Linked DNA regions of Mus musculus: region 1 is linked to region 2. Evidence: chromatin contacts called from public promoter capture Hi-C data. All regions are on one chromosome and are shown on one strand. The core of a region is the stretch at or near the end of the contact, and the rest is flanking DNA. Distances in the headings are between cores, read along the strand shown.

Region 1 (5,837 bases), core at 424-2,923, 460 kb before region 2:
ACTACCAGGAAATGTAGGTGCTTTTGAAAATGTGTCCAGCACATCACTCAGAGAGTTACACTCCTGGGCTAGCTTTTTATAATTCACAGGGGTTGGTCTTACTTTCTTGGTGAACACATCTTCACTGGAGGTATGATGAAAGTTTATTTTCTTTAAATCATGATCAGATGTCCCATCAGAGACAAAAGAATGTTTTGCATCAAAGGACAGTCTTCTAGGACAAAGCAGCCTATCAGGTTTAAAAACGGCTGAATGGCTTATGCCTTTAGTTTGAATACAACCATCTACTGATTTAGAAATAAATATATCCTGAAAGAGGTATCTAACAGATGGTTGCAATCCCTCATCAAAAACATTTAGCCGATGGTTTCTTGGGTTCCATTTTGAATGAATAACCTCTGGTCTGCAAGTTCCCAATGGATCTATCCTCAAAGCTCTGCTTCTTGGAAGTAACGTACTGAATCGTCGGATGGTCCATAACAAGGAACGTGCTTTGCTATTCATTCTGCTATCTATTGGCACACTTTCAAATACCCAAGATGCAACGCAAGTTGCCGTCTTTCTAAAAAAGAGCACATGCTGTGGACTGTCCTGTAGAGGATAGGTAAATAAAAGAAATAATGGTTAAAAACTGTTGCTTAAATAAGGGAAATGCATCTAACAGGGGCTTGCATGGGCACCGACGAGCCGCTAGAGTTTTATATTAAAATGGAACATGTCCTCGGTATGCTTCCTCCACGTTTATTTCATCTTTGTAAAAGTACCCAGGTCAATCACTTTAGCAGTTGTGGATAAAGTAGTTTCAATCAGTCAATCAATAAATGTGGATAAAGTAGCATAGATAGGTAGGTAAACTGAGAGATAGAAATAGACAGCTAGAAAGATAGATAAGACAGACAGAAAGATAGATAAGAATGTCTTGTGTAGGTGTTCAATATCGGCTAAGGAGAACTTTGTTAACACTACTTTGGAGGCCTTCACTGAAAACTGTATCATTGATGGACACTTCAGATCATCTTGCATTGGCCAAAAGCGAACTGTTAAGAAAACGTACTCGGACAGGTCGGTCTTGGTTAGGGACGGAATTAAAGAAAAAAAGCGATGTCCTTCCCGCCTGAGAATCTACAATCAGCCAGGTTCATCAAGATCCCGGAACCGGAGTCGGTGTCTTTCCGCAAATGGGCCGCCCAGCACTGCCCTAAACTTAAGACCCAGGCCACTTCCCAAACTTTTCTCCCCTAGGTAAAAAGACAAGTACGATCCGGCCCGCGATTCCGCTTCTGCTTGCCATCCACTCACCTTCGAACAGAACCCCGTGACTACACATAGGCGCAGCCATGACAGTTCCTCCTCAAGCGGCGCGTCTGGTGACGTATTACGGATTCTTTTATAAGTCAAAAAGCATCGGTTCTCAGCGACCGCGGAGGCCATGTGCAAATAGGGAGGAAAACCTTCCAGAAAGAATAGTTTCTATTCTCTGATGAAAAGATAGAAGCGAGAGCCTTAGGAAAACACGGAGCTTATAAAGTTCATCTATTGTTGTTTATGGAAACTCAAAACATTCAAATAGTGACTTTGAACTTTTAGCCCCTGGCGGTGCAGCCTCTTTTGAACGCGCCTGCGCCAGTTTTAGTACCCGCCGCGGTTGCCAGGAAACCGTGACGCCACGGTCCCAGTTTCTAGGTCTTGCTAGAAATCATGGCCAAATTTGTGATCGCGGGTGAGTGCTTCTCTAGTAAGCCCACAGATCTCTTCCCATGGGTGGTCAGCCTTGTTAACTGGCTTCTGTTCTTCAGCCCCATCCTTTAGAAGGATCATCTCAGGCTTTCTAGGCATTCATTTAAAGACGCTTGATACACAGTGGCAATGTGTCAAAGTCAGATGAGCAATGGGGACACGTTGGGGAAAATTCCCACCTCTGCCCTTGGCCAGTTTTAATTCCCACAAAACGTATAAGGGGTACAAAACGTATAAGGAATTCCTCTGATCTGCTGTGACTAATGTAATGATGGACAACTGCACAGGCCTCGGCGGGGTTGGCGGGAAAAGGAGCATAAGGAATGGATGGAGAGAAGGAAATAACTAAGCTATTAAAGAAACCAACCTCCAGATAAAGGCAAAGAGCTAGAAGATCTGTAGTCTAATGGAGGACCTGGATGTGGGAATGTCGCAGGGCCTGGGTTAGAATTACAAAATATAAACTAGATATTTAGTTTAAACAACAACAACAACAAAAGTTTGTACTAAATCTTGAACAAAATTTAACGAATTTAGGTAAAAATAATGTCAAAGTGTCAATTCGTCTACATTTTTAATGTAGACCATCTTGACAGCTGGAAGCAACACCACTACTTACTGGAACAGGCTGTTGACTGTATCTGCTTCCTCTTCTTTCACCAAGTATCTTTTTTTTCCTTTTTATTATTATTTTTTATTAGGTATTTATTTCATTTACATTTCTAATGCTATCCCAAAAGTCCCCCACCCACCCACTCCCACTTCTTTCACCAAGTATCTTAAAAGAGCTCCCTACTGTTCTATCCTTCCTTCCACTCAGTCTGGCTTCTCCTTTGGCCTTCCTATACAAACTATTTTGGCCACAATCACTTCTTTATTACACAATTGGAATTTACCATCCCTTTGGAAGTACATCTTTTGCTTCACTATACATTCAGATAAATATTTTTTTTTTTAGCACTAGAAAACGGGATGGTGGGAATACATACAGTAAAAACTTTCAGGACACTTTGTATATAACAGTAACAGGTCAGTGTTCTGGAGGAAACAGTGGTTGTGATGGTTTGTATATTCTTGAGCCAGGGAGTGGCACCATCTGGAGGTGTGACCTGATTGGAGTAGGTGTGCCACTGTGGGTATGGGCTTAAGATCCTCACCCTAGTTGCCTAGGAGTCAGTCTTCCACTAGCAGCCTTTGGATGAAGATGTAGAACTCTCAGCTATGCCTGTACCATGTCTGCTTGGATACTGCCATGTTCCCACCTTGATGATAATGGACTGAACCTTTGAACCTGTAAGCCAGCCCCAATTAAGTGTTGTTTTTATAAGACTTGCCTTGCTCATAGTGTATGTTCACAGCAGTAAAACCCTAAGACAGTGGTATAGGGTCTACCTAGCCAAGGGCTTCCCAGAGGGAAAAGTGATTAAATAGATGCCTGAACAACTACAGTTACCAAGCAGAGAAGACTCGGGAAGAAGCAGAAAAATTTACTGTGGATAATAGGGAGTAGAGCTGGAGTGTGAGTATAAAGATCATATATGGTTGTGAATGGAAACGCAGAGCACTCAGGTAGTATCTTTGAACCCCTAGCTCTTCTGAAAGAGCCTGAGCTGCCCTTGATGGTGCAGTTGCTGGGGAAGCATGAAGCCACGGTCCCAGTATCTAGGTCTTGCTAAAGATCTTGGCCACATTTGACGATAATTGAGAGTGGTTGGTAAGCATACATTTGAAATGAGTTTAACTGGGCTGGAAGAAAGGATGTAAGGGAAGAAAGGATGTAAGCATCCTAGGCTGAGGACAAATGAGATGATTCGGATTCTTCTGAGCCACATTCAGTATGTGAGACTTTAGCAAAACTACCTAGAAGGTTATTTATAAAGGGATAAGGCCATTAAATCTGTATCTTCCCTGAGAGTTATGGATACAACAAGAGGCTGGTTAGAAGGCTGGAGCTATATCATGCAAAAAGAGCTGCTTTGTGGGGAGAAAAGCAAATAGACTGAGGAATGATCTGAAAGATGAAATATGTTGGAGAAGATGTGTAATTCACTGAATGACTATGAGAAATAAAGGAGAAGTTACACACCTAAGCTTATGGGTAACTGGGTAGACTTGGACTCATTTAAAGAACTTTTATCAGAAGAATATGTTTAATAATCTACATCTCACAGTATTCTCTCTCTCTCTCTCTCTCTCTCTCTCTCTCTCTCTCTAACAAAGTCTCACTATGTCCCCTAGCTGATTTGAACCTGGCTATGTAGACCAGGCTGGGCCCAAATTCATAGGATCTGTCTCTTCCTCCTGAGTGCTAGAATTAAAGCTATGCACCACTACACCTGTCTAATCTCAATATTCTTAAGTGAGGAGATAAATCTAACTACTATAGGAGATGCAAGAATCTCCTACATTTTTTGGTAGAAGACATAAAATAAAAATGATCCGCATGAGATAGTTATTGGCAACCACAGTGATTAAGCTGATTAAAGTTTTCAGTCTTTTTATTAATGGCTAGACCAAGAGTGGGATTTTGCCTCTGAACGTCTCTTGGTGCCCAAGAGCAGGGGTTCGGTGTTTTTAAAGGCAAAAGCCATAGTGTGATTTACATCAAAATTAGATGAGAATCAGCATACCCTTGAAACATTCATTGCTGGCAGAGCCATTGTTAATTATTTCAGACATAACATGACAATTATTTTTAACTTATATTTTCTTTAGTCATTTTAGTTTAGTTATTTTGGTTAAAACATCTGGACTGTGGTCAAGGCCATGGAAATCTCAAATGGGTTGCCAAGAGAGACACAATCATTGTGGGAAAGGGGCAAATCATTTAAGCAAACCCAAAGTGGAGACGAACAAGATGGCAGTACCTTAGTCATTTCAGAATAGAATCCAGCTTATCCTGCTGAGTGTCCGTGATACATTCAGAAAGAGATGATAGAACACAGGAAAGTATAGGCATCTAGATAAGACGTACCTGAGCTAGGAACACAGACTGCCCCTTGAAACCAAGGAGCTTGGCCAGGAATACACACAGATAAGGTATGAAATTATGTGCCTTGCAGAGCAATACAATCTAATGAATAGATGAGGGAACAAAAACGTATAAAGTACAGAAAATGCTAGCCAGAGATGTACAATGGAAGCCTTCAGAGTATCCCACCATAGAGATGCATCCAGAATTTACTGTACTGGAAATGGGAAACCATGATAAATGCTACCAGGGATAAAGAAAAAAGGATTAAAAAAAAAAGTACTCATTGTATTAAGCCCCTGGTGGTCCCTAGTCACCTTCTGGAAAATGATGTGGAGTGCTAGGTTATAGTGGGATAATAAGTGAATAAACATTAATACCATGGATGACAAGGATATAAGATGTATAAAAGAAGATTTAACAGAAAGGCGCGTCTAGAAAGCAATAGCTGAGGAGAAGAAGCATAGACTTTTTGTTTCTTAAGAAGGAGAAGCTGGAGTTTAAGTGAAGTGCATTTAATTATGCTTGAAAGCAGACAATAGAAACAGAAATAAGAGTCTAATGGGGCAGGGAGAATTTGTTCAGCAAGGTTTCCAAGAAGACGGGCGGTGTGGGCTTCAGAGCATAACTGGAATCCCCTTCCTTTGGAAATTTCTCTGTTCTTTGTATCTACTTCACCATGATCTTCTCAGTGGTGTCCGGGCTGAAGGAACCTGGATGCAGAAAAGGCAGGTAATTGAGATCATCTCGGGTGCAGAGTGTTTACAAACTATTTCCCAATAAAATGGACAGGGTCATGAAACATGAGCCATAAAGTGAGTTTGGAGTGATTAACAGCGGATTTGAACTAGATAGAGAGGCTTCTCCACAGAGAGGTTTTAAGAAGGATTGGTGCTGAGGACTCTGTGAGGCTGAGGAAGAGTGTTTCCACAGCAGGCACTACACTTAACTTATCCTCCTGAACTGACCCCATCCCACTTCCGGGGGAGGGGGATAACTTCCTGTTTGCTCCTCACTGCAAACAAAAGAAAAAAGAAAAAGGGGGTGGGAGGAAGAAGTGCATCTGACATTCCCTTTAACATTAATTTATTTGTTTTACGTGGAGGAGTTCAGAGGTTAGAGGATACTC
Region 2 (5,661 bases), core at 1,992-4,491:
GGACATTCTATGCAATCACCCTCTGCTTTTGTTTAAACATACGTGATAAGCACCTTTCCACACCATTACATATAATTTCAAAATGGAATATTTAAAGGCTGTTTAGTGTTTCAGTTTATTTGTGCAAGACAAAATCTCTCTTTATCCAACAAAATAAGAGCCAGTAGTTGGTAGCCAATAATTTAAAAAATACTTGCATATATAATCTTAATATTTTAATTTAAAATGTATAATATATATCAATTGAAAATTAGGTTAGGTTTTTTTTTGTTTTGTTTTGTTTTTGCTTGGATGTTTGGAGAGGTTTTGTCTCTTTCTTTCTTTCTTTCATTTTTTCTTTCTTTCTTTGGACAAATTAACCTGTATTCAAGACATTATTTTTTCCCCAGATTGTATGATGCACTCTCAGAAAGTCTCCCGTTCACTGCTGTAGAACAGGACAAGAGCCTAAGTCCATTTTCAAATCCAAGAGCAGAATTGTGATTGTTTTCCATTTTCCCAATCTCTTGCAGACGTCATACCCAGTTATACCTTTTCAAAGAGAAGCCTTTTTTTGTCCAAAACACTCCATTTATTTTCTATAAAAATTCTGATACTATTTGTTAATGACAATGTTCACACTCCTCATTTCACTGGTTTTTGTAACATCTAAAAATGTACAAGCCAATCTAGGGCGGTGAATAGAGATATATGAATTACCTGGAATGCTTCTGCTTCCCCCCTCACCCCACCCCCAGGCACTAAGGACAGAACCCAGCGCCTTGTGCGCTAGGCAAATGCTCTACCACTGAGCTAAATCCCCAACCCCTAAAAAATTTTTCTTGCACATCTGTGCAAGAGATAAACCAATAATATTGTTGAATGGTTTGGAATTATATTGTCTTTCAACTGACTATGTCATTCTAATGAAAGCTAGCAAAATTCGGAATCCTCATAGGAAATATTTCTCAACTGCCTGACAAAAGACATCAACTTAATTAAAAAAAAATAAGTAAGAAAAGTCAATAGAAGGATATGATTTTACATAAAACTCTCGAAGCTGGTTGAGGTGGTGCACACCTACAATCCCTGCATTTGGAAAACTGACACAAGAGGCTCATGAATTCACAGGCTGCCTGGACTGAATATTGAGACCCTGTCTCAAAAATTAAAAAAAAAAATGCATTAAAAAGTTAAACTACAACAAACAAAACCCTGAAATCTAAATTACCTGTCTACCAGTAGGAAATATGAGAAGCAATTATAATCATAACAATGGCCCAGCCATGTTTAAAAAGACCATTTTAATTCAGTGTCAGTTCCTTCATATAACACTAGCAACTAATTTTCACCTTTGCTTTTTTTTCCTTTTGGGTTATCCATGCTATGCTGGTTTCCCGATGGCGACAAGCATCCTGGACACTTCCATTGGGTCCTAATAAAATAATAATAGCTAACCGTGAGCACTTAATCTGAGCCAGGCATGCTGTCAGCAGCTTCAAATGCATTATCTTATCAAAAGATAGGAGGCAACCCGAGGTTTAGAATAAGGAAGGATATTGTTCCAGGTCTCACACCAAAAACAGGGTGGCTGGTGAAACTGAGCAAATGGTGCTTCAGTTCCTTAACATCTAGACATTTTTTAATAGAAAAATAGAATTTAATAGAATAATTTTTAGAAAAAAAATGTTTTAATATTAGGTGAAAGCAAATAATTAGCAACCAAATTTGGTACACTATACAATTATCACTACTCTGAAAACAAAAAAGGATAAAATTAACATTTAGTTTAATTCCATCATTTATACCTTTTGAGTGTTGAAAGTACTTTGGTGACTTTAAGGTTATTTAGCATGAGACCATAGGAAGCAATAACATTTTTATATTACAACCCAATGCTCGAGAGTGCGCGCGTACACACACACATGCACACACACGCACACGCAGTTTTTAAAGGTTTCACAAAACAATACCCTAGCTGTATACATTCTGGCATTTTTTGTTATCTTAATTCATTTTTTAATGTTAGTCATGAATAACTACATCAGTCTCTCAATTGACCAACAGGTATGAAAAACAGTGCCCCAAATTATTAGGAAGAGTAAACAATATGTTATAGAAACCGGTTGCTACCCTGATTTCAGCTTTCTTCCAGCCAATGGGCTGGCTACTGCAGTGATACGTAATCAAATTTTCAACGAGTTTCTAGCTAGCATGTAACGCTTTGGTTTCAGACCATACAGAAAAAGTCCTCGATGTATTAAGTGAAAAGAACGAAAAATAAACACCCACACTTATGTAAAACACGCACATGAAGCAAGTACATGAACGTATACATTCTCAAAAAGAAGGGGCTGATAATCTGAAATTGTTAATGGACTCTCTCTAGTGGATGAGATTTGCTACGGGCTTTCTCCATGCCCCTCGCCGCCCCTCGAAGCATATAACTGCAGCAAAAACAAATACACGTATTTAAAAAAAACAGTATCATTTGGGGACGAAAACCGTTTTTAGTGCCTTGCGACCTGCATCTTTTCTTTTTCTTTCCCGAGCTACCCATAACTGTCGTCAGAAAACCGTAGAACCTGGAAAGGGCCTTCTTGGGAGCAAGTAAAGACGACGATGGCGTCTCTGACCAGCTCTACACAACTGTTGCACGACGGCAGCAAAGCGATCGGTAACACGCACACACTCACACGACCCAGCATCGACGGTCCCCAGCAAAACTCCGCGGCGGGGAAGGCCGGGGACCGAGCGCGCAGGCAACGCGGCGAAGGGGGTGTGTGGACAGGTGGCGCCGAATGCCTCGCGCGGCCCGGTCCGCCCGCCGCCCGCCGCCCGCTGCCCGCCCTGGCCTCTCCCGCGTCCCTGCCGCCACCAGGGCTCACCTCCTCCCTCCGCCGTGCCCCGCAGCCGCCCCGGGGCTGCGCGCCGTGAGGCCGCCCGAGTCCGTCGCGGCGAGCGCGGGAGTCCGGACGAGCCGTCCACGCCGCCCCCGGGCAGGAAGCGGGTTTCCCGGCCCGCACACCGCCACGGCCCGCCCCGCCACGGCACTCACCTCCGTGGATGCCTCCTGCTCTCCTTCCGGGCCGCTGCGGGCCGCGGCCGGCCTGGGCGCGCTGCCCGCCGCTTGGGTTCCGCCGCGCCGCGAGGACCCCCGAAACGTCCCGAAGCCGCCGGGCCCCGGGCCACGCCCGCCCGGAACGGAGGAGCGGAGCGGAGCGGAGCGCGTGTCGCTCGACGCGGGCTCCGAGTCGCGACTGGGCTCGGGCTGGCACGGGCTGGCCAAGGCACCGCAGCCCCACTGCAGCTCTGACGTCAGCGAAGGTGCGAACACTGGGCCCCTTCTGACGCACGGCCCGGCGCCGCCCCCGGCCCCCGCGCCAGCCCCCGCCGCTGCGAGCCCCTTCCTCCCGCTCTTAAAGCGCACACTTCCTGCAGGCGCCGCCCCACGCGCCCCCCGCCCGAATCAGAGCTTGGGGTTTGGGGCTTGGGACCGGGACCCAGAGCCAAGCTTCAGCTTTTGGAGAAGTTAAGTCCCAAGTGACCAGATGAAAAATGGCTCGCGAAGCAACATGTGAATTCGGGCAAGGAGAATGGCGTTCAAGGGGTTAATGAAGAGCTTGGTTGCCCAGAGTCTGCAGTGAGGTGCCTCAACCAAAAGCTGCTTTTCAAAGACCCGTTTACTCAGGGCTAGACACTGTTTTAAGGTTGCTATCGCGTTCTGCGTTTCACTGCTGAAGGGTAACTGTAAAATGAGTCCAATGAGCCCCCTTTAACAAAAGGGGAGACCCGGGTTCCTTTAAAGAGACAAGGTATTCAGACTTCTAATAAGCACAAGAAAGGGTTACGAAAATTAACAAATATCTGTTTGCCCTCAAGTACATTCACTGCCCTATCTTCTACAAAAGCAGTAGTGAGCAAAAACCAAGTGCTATGGGGAGACACAAAGCTAAATCAGTTACTACTGAATATGTACTAAGAGTCTGTGATGAAGAAAATAATCGTTACCTAAAATAAGAACAGCCTCTGAAAGCTATATTTCCTTCACACACACACATCCTTTTCTTTTGCAGACAGGGTGTTCACTAAGTAGCTCAGGTTGGTCTCAAACTCTTAATTCTCTTGCTTTGCCCTCCTAAGTGCTTAAAGTACAAGTACCGCTCAAGGCTAGGGAGCCATGCTTTATGTAAAAGTATTCGTGGTGCTGTTGGCACGGCCTTTCTGGAGACTCATCCCAGCCACTCAACACACAACACATTCCAGCCAAACCCTGATGTATATATTCCCAGTCTCTAGATTTCTTGTAAAACACCAAAAATACAAACGTCTTTAAGAGAAATGTTTTACACTTGTCAGCCTTGGAATTATCGACGAAACCCAGTCACGAATTAACCCTTTTCTCCTGACATAACTGTATTTCAGCTAAAGCACACATTTTTTTTTTAATCTTCCCACTTCAACATCTCCAAAATCAGAATGCATCTTAAAAACTTGGGGCCTCTTGATTTTGTTGGCCAGATGGCAGTATTGCTACCACATACAAAAGATGTGTGCAGCTGTTTAAAACTGTTCTTGCTTCAAACGAGTAAAAATGCATTGTTTAATGAAACCCGCAACCCTACAAGGAAGGGAAGTATTAGACATCTCGCCATTCAAACTTGAAAACAACTTGCAAGCTTCTAGCTCAAGACAGCTCAAGCGCACAGGAACACACACACACACAATAAATGTGGAAAAGATTTCCTGGGGAAAGGGATGACTTTTTTTTTTTTTTTGAAAGGAGGATTTTTCTAAAACCAAAATCAGTTTCCCCAGCACTTCCGAGATGAGGGTGACAAGATGGGCTAAAATCTATTGCCTTGATGCCAGTACCCAGTTGCTCAGCAAGAACATTAGTTCTCAGTGCTTTGGGGGACCTGTGGCTGAACAGTGAAACGACAAGCCCCACTGGGCAAGGTGCCATGTTCCTGCAATCCCCAGCACCCAGAAGGCATGGGGATCTCACATGTGAGGCCAGCCTGAGCTACCCAGCAAGACTTTAACTCAACACACACACACACACACACACACACACACACACACACACTATAAAGCTAATCCAGTACTAAAACAAAAAGGAAAAAGTCCACCTTGAATATCTCTTTTTTCTTTTTCTTTTTTTTTTAACTGAGTCAAGCAGCCCACTTATAATCCCTTTTCAACTTTAATCAGAAACACTGAAGAGAGACAAGATGGCTTGGAGATCACCTGAAGTCACTGACTCCTACTTAGATCAAGAAGGTGCCAGCGCCAAAATTCGAGGGAGAGGTTGGGCTAGCTGCTTGAATGACTAAGATCTTGTGCATTACTAGCAGTTTAAAACATTTTAACTTATATCTATAATTTAAATATTATACGGAGAGTCAGTATGCATGTGTAGGTATGCCAGGCACGGAGCTCCTACAGCAAAAAGACCAAGTAGAGGTCAGAGACTGAAAGAGCCACATCTCTTCATCACAGGTCCCAGGGTTTGAACTCGGGTTGTCAGGTTTACATGGCAAGCTGAGTCATCTTGCCTATCACCAGCATTTTCATGTCACAGAAGATGAACTGCACGGAAAAAAATCACAGCAATCAACAGCTGACTCAAAACATGAGTCACAAAAATTAAGGTCTGAATTTGAGAAAGCTTTTTTGGAA

The links. Capture Hi-C pulls out chosen DNA fragments and counts their contacts.
Region 1: a promoter capture Hi-C map of pancreatic islet shows a contact between it and region 2. The contact joins the promoter of Mdh1b here to the promoter of Zdbf2 in region 2. A contact is called at or near these places in 1 of 115 datasets of contacts at active chromatin or transcription factors (bone marrow-derived macrophages) and 2 of 9 other capture datasets (adipose tissue and pancreatic islet).

What each region holds. Positions count from the first base shown.
Region 1 is chr1:63,726,154-63,731,990 of GRCm38.p6, reverse strand. It overlaps Mdh1b (malate dehydrogenase 1B, NAD (soluble)), which reads left to right and starts at 1,673. Exons shown (of 11, transcript NM_029696.4): 1 at 1,673-1,720. The coding sequence starts at 1,699. It overlaps Fastkd2 (FAST kinase domains 2), which reads right to left and starts at 1,366. Exons shown (of 12, transcript NM_172422.3): 1 at 1,300-1,366; 2 at 1-591. The coding sequence starts at 504.
Region 2 is chr1:63,270,849-63,276,509 of GRCm38.p6, reverse strand. It overlaps Zdbf2 (zinc finger, DBF-type containing 2), which reads right to left and starts at 3,241. Exons shown (of 7, transcript NM_028673.1): 1 at 3,038-3,241; 2 at 1,332-1,414. It overlaps Gm11608 (a long non-coding RNA gene), which reads left to right and starts at 3,254. Exons shown (of 3, transcript XR_865482.2): 1 at 3,254-3,306.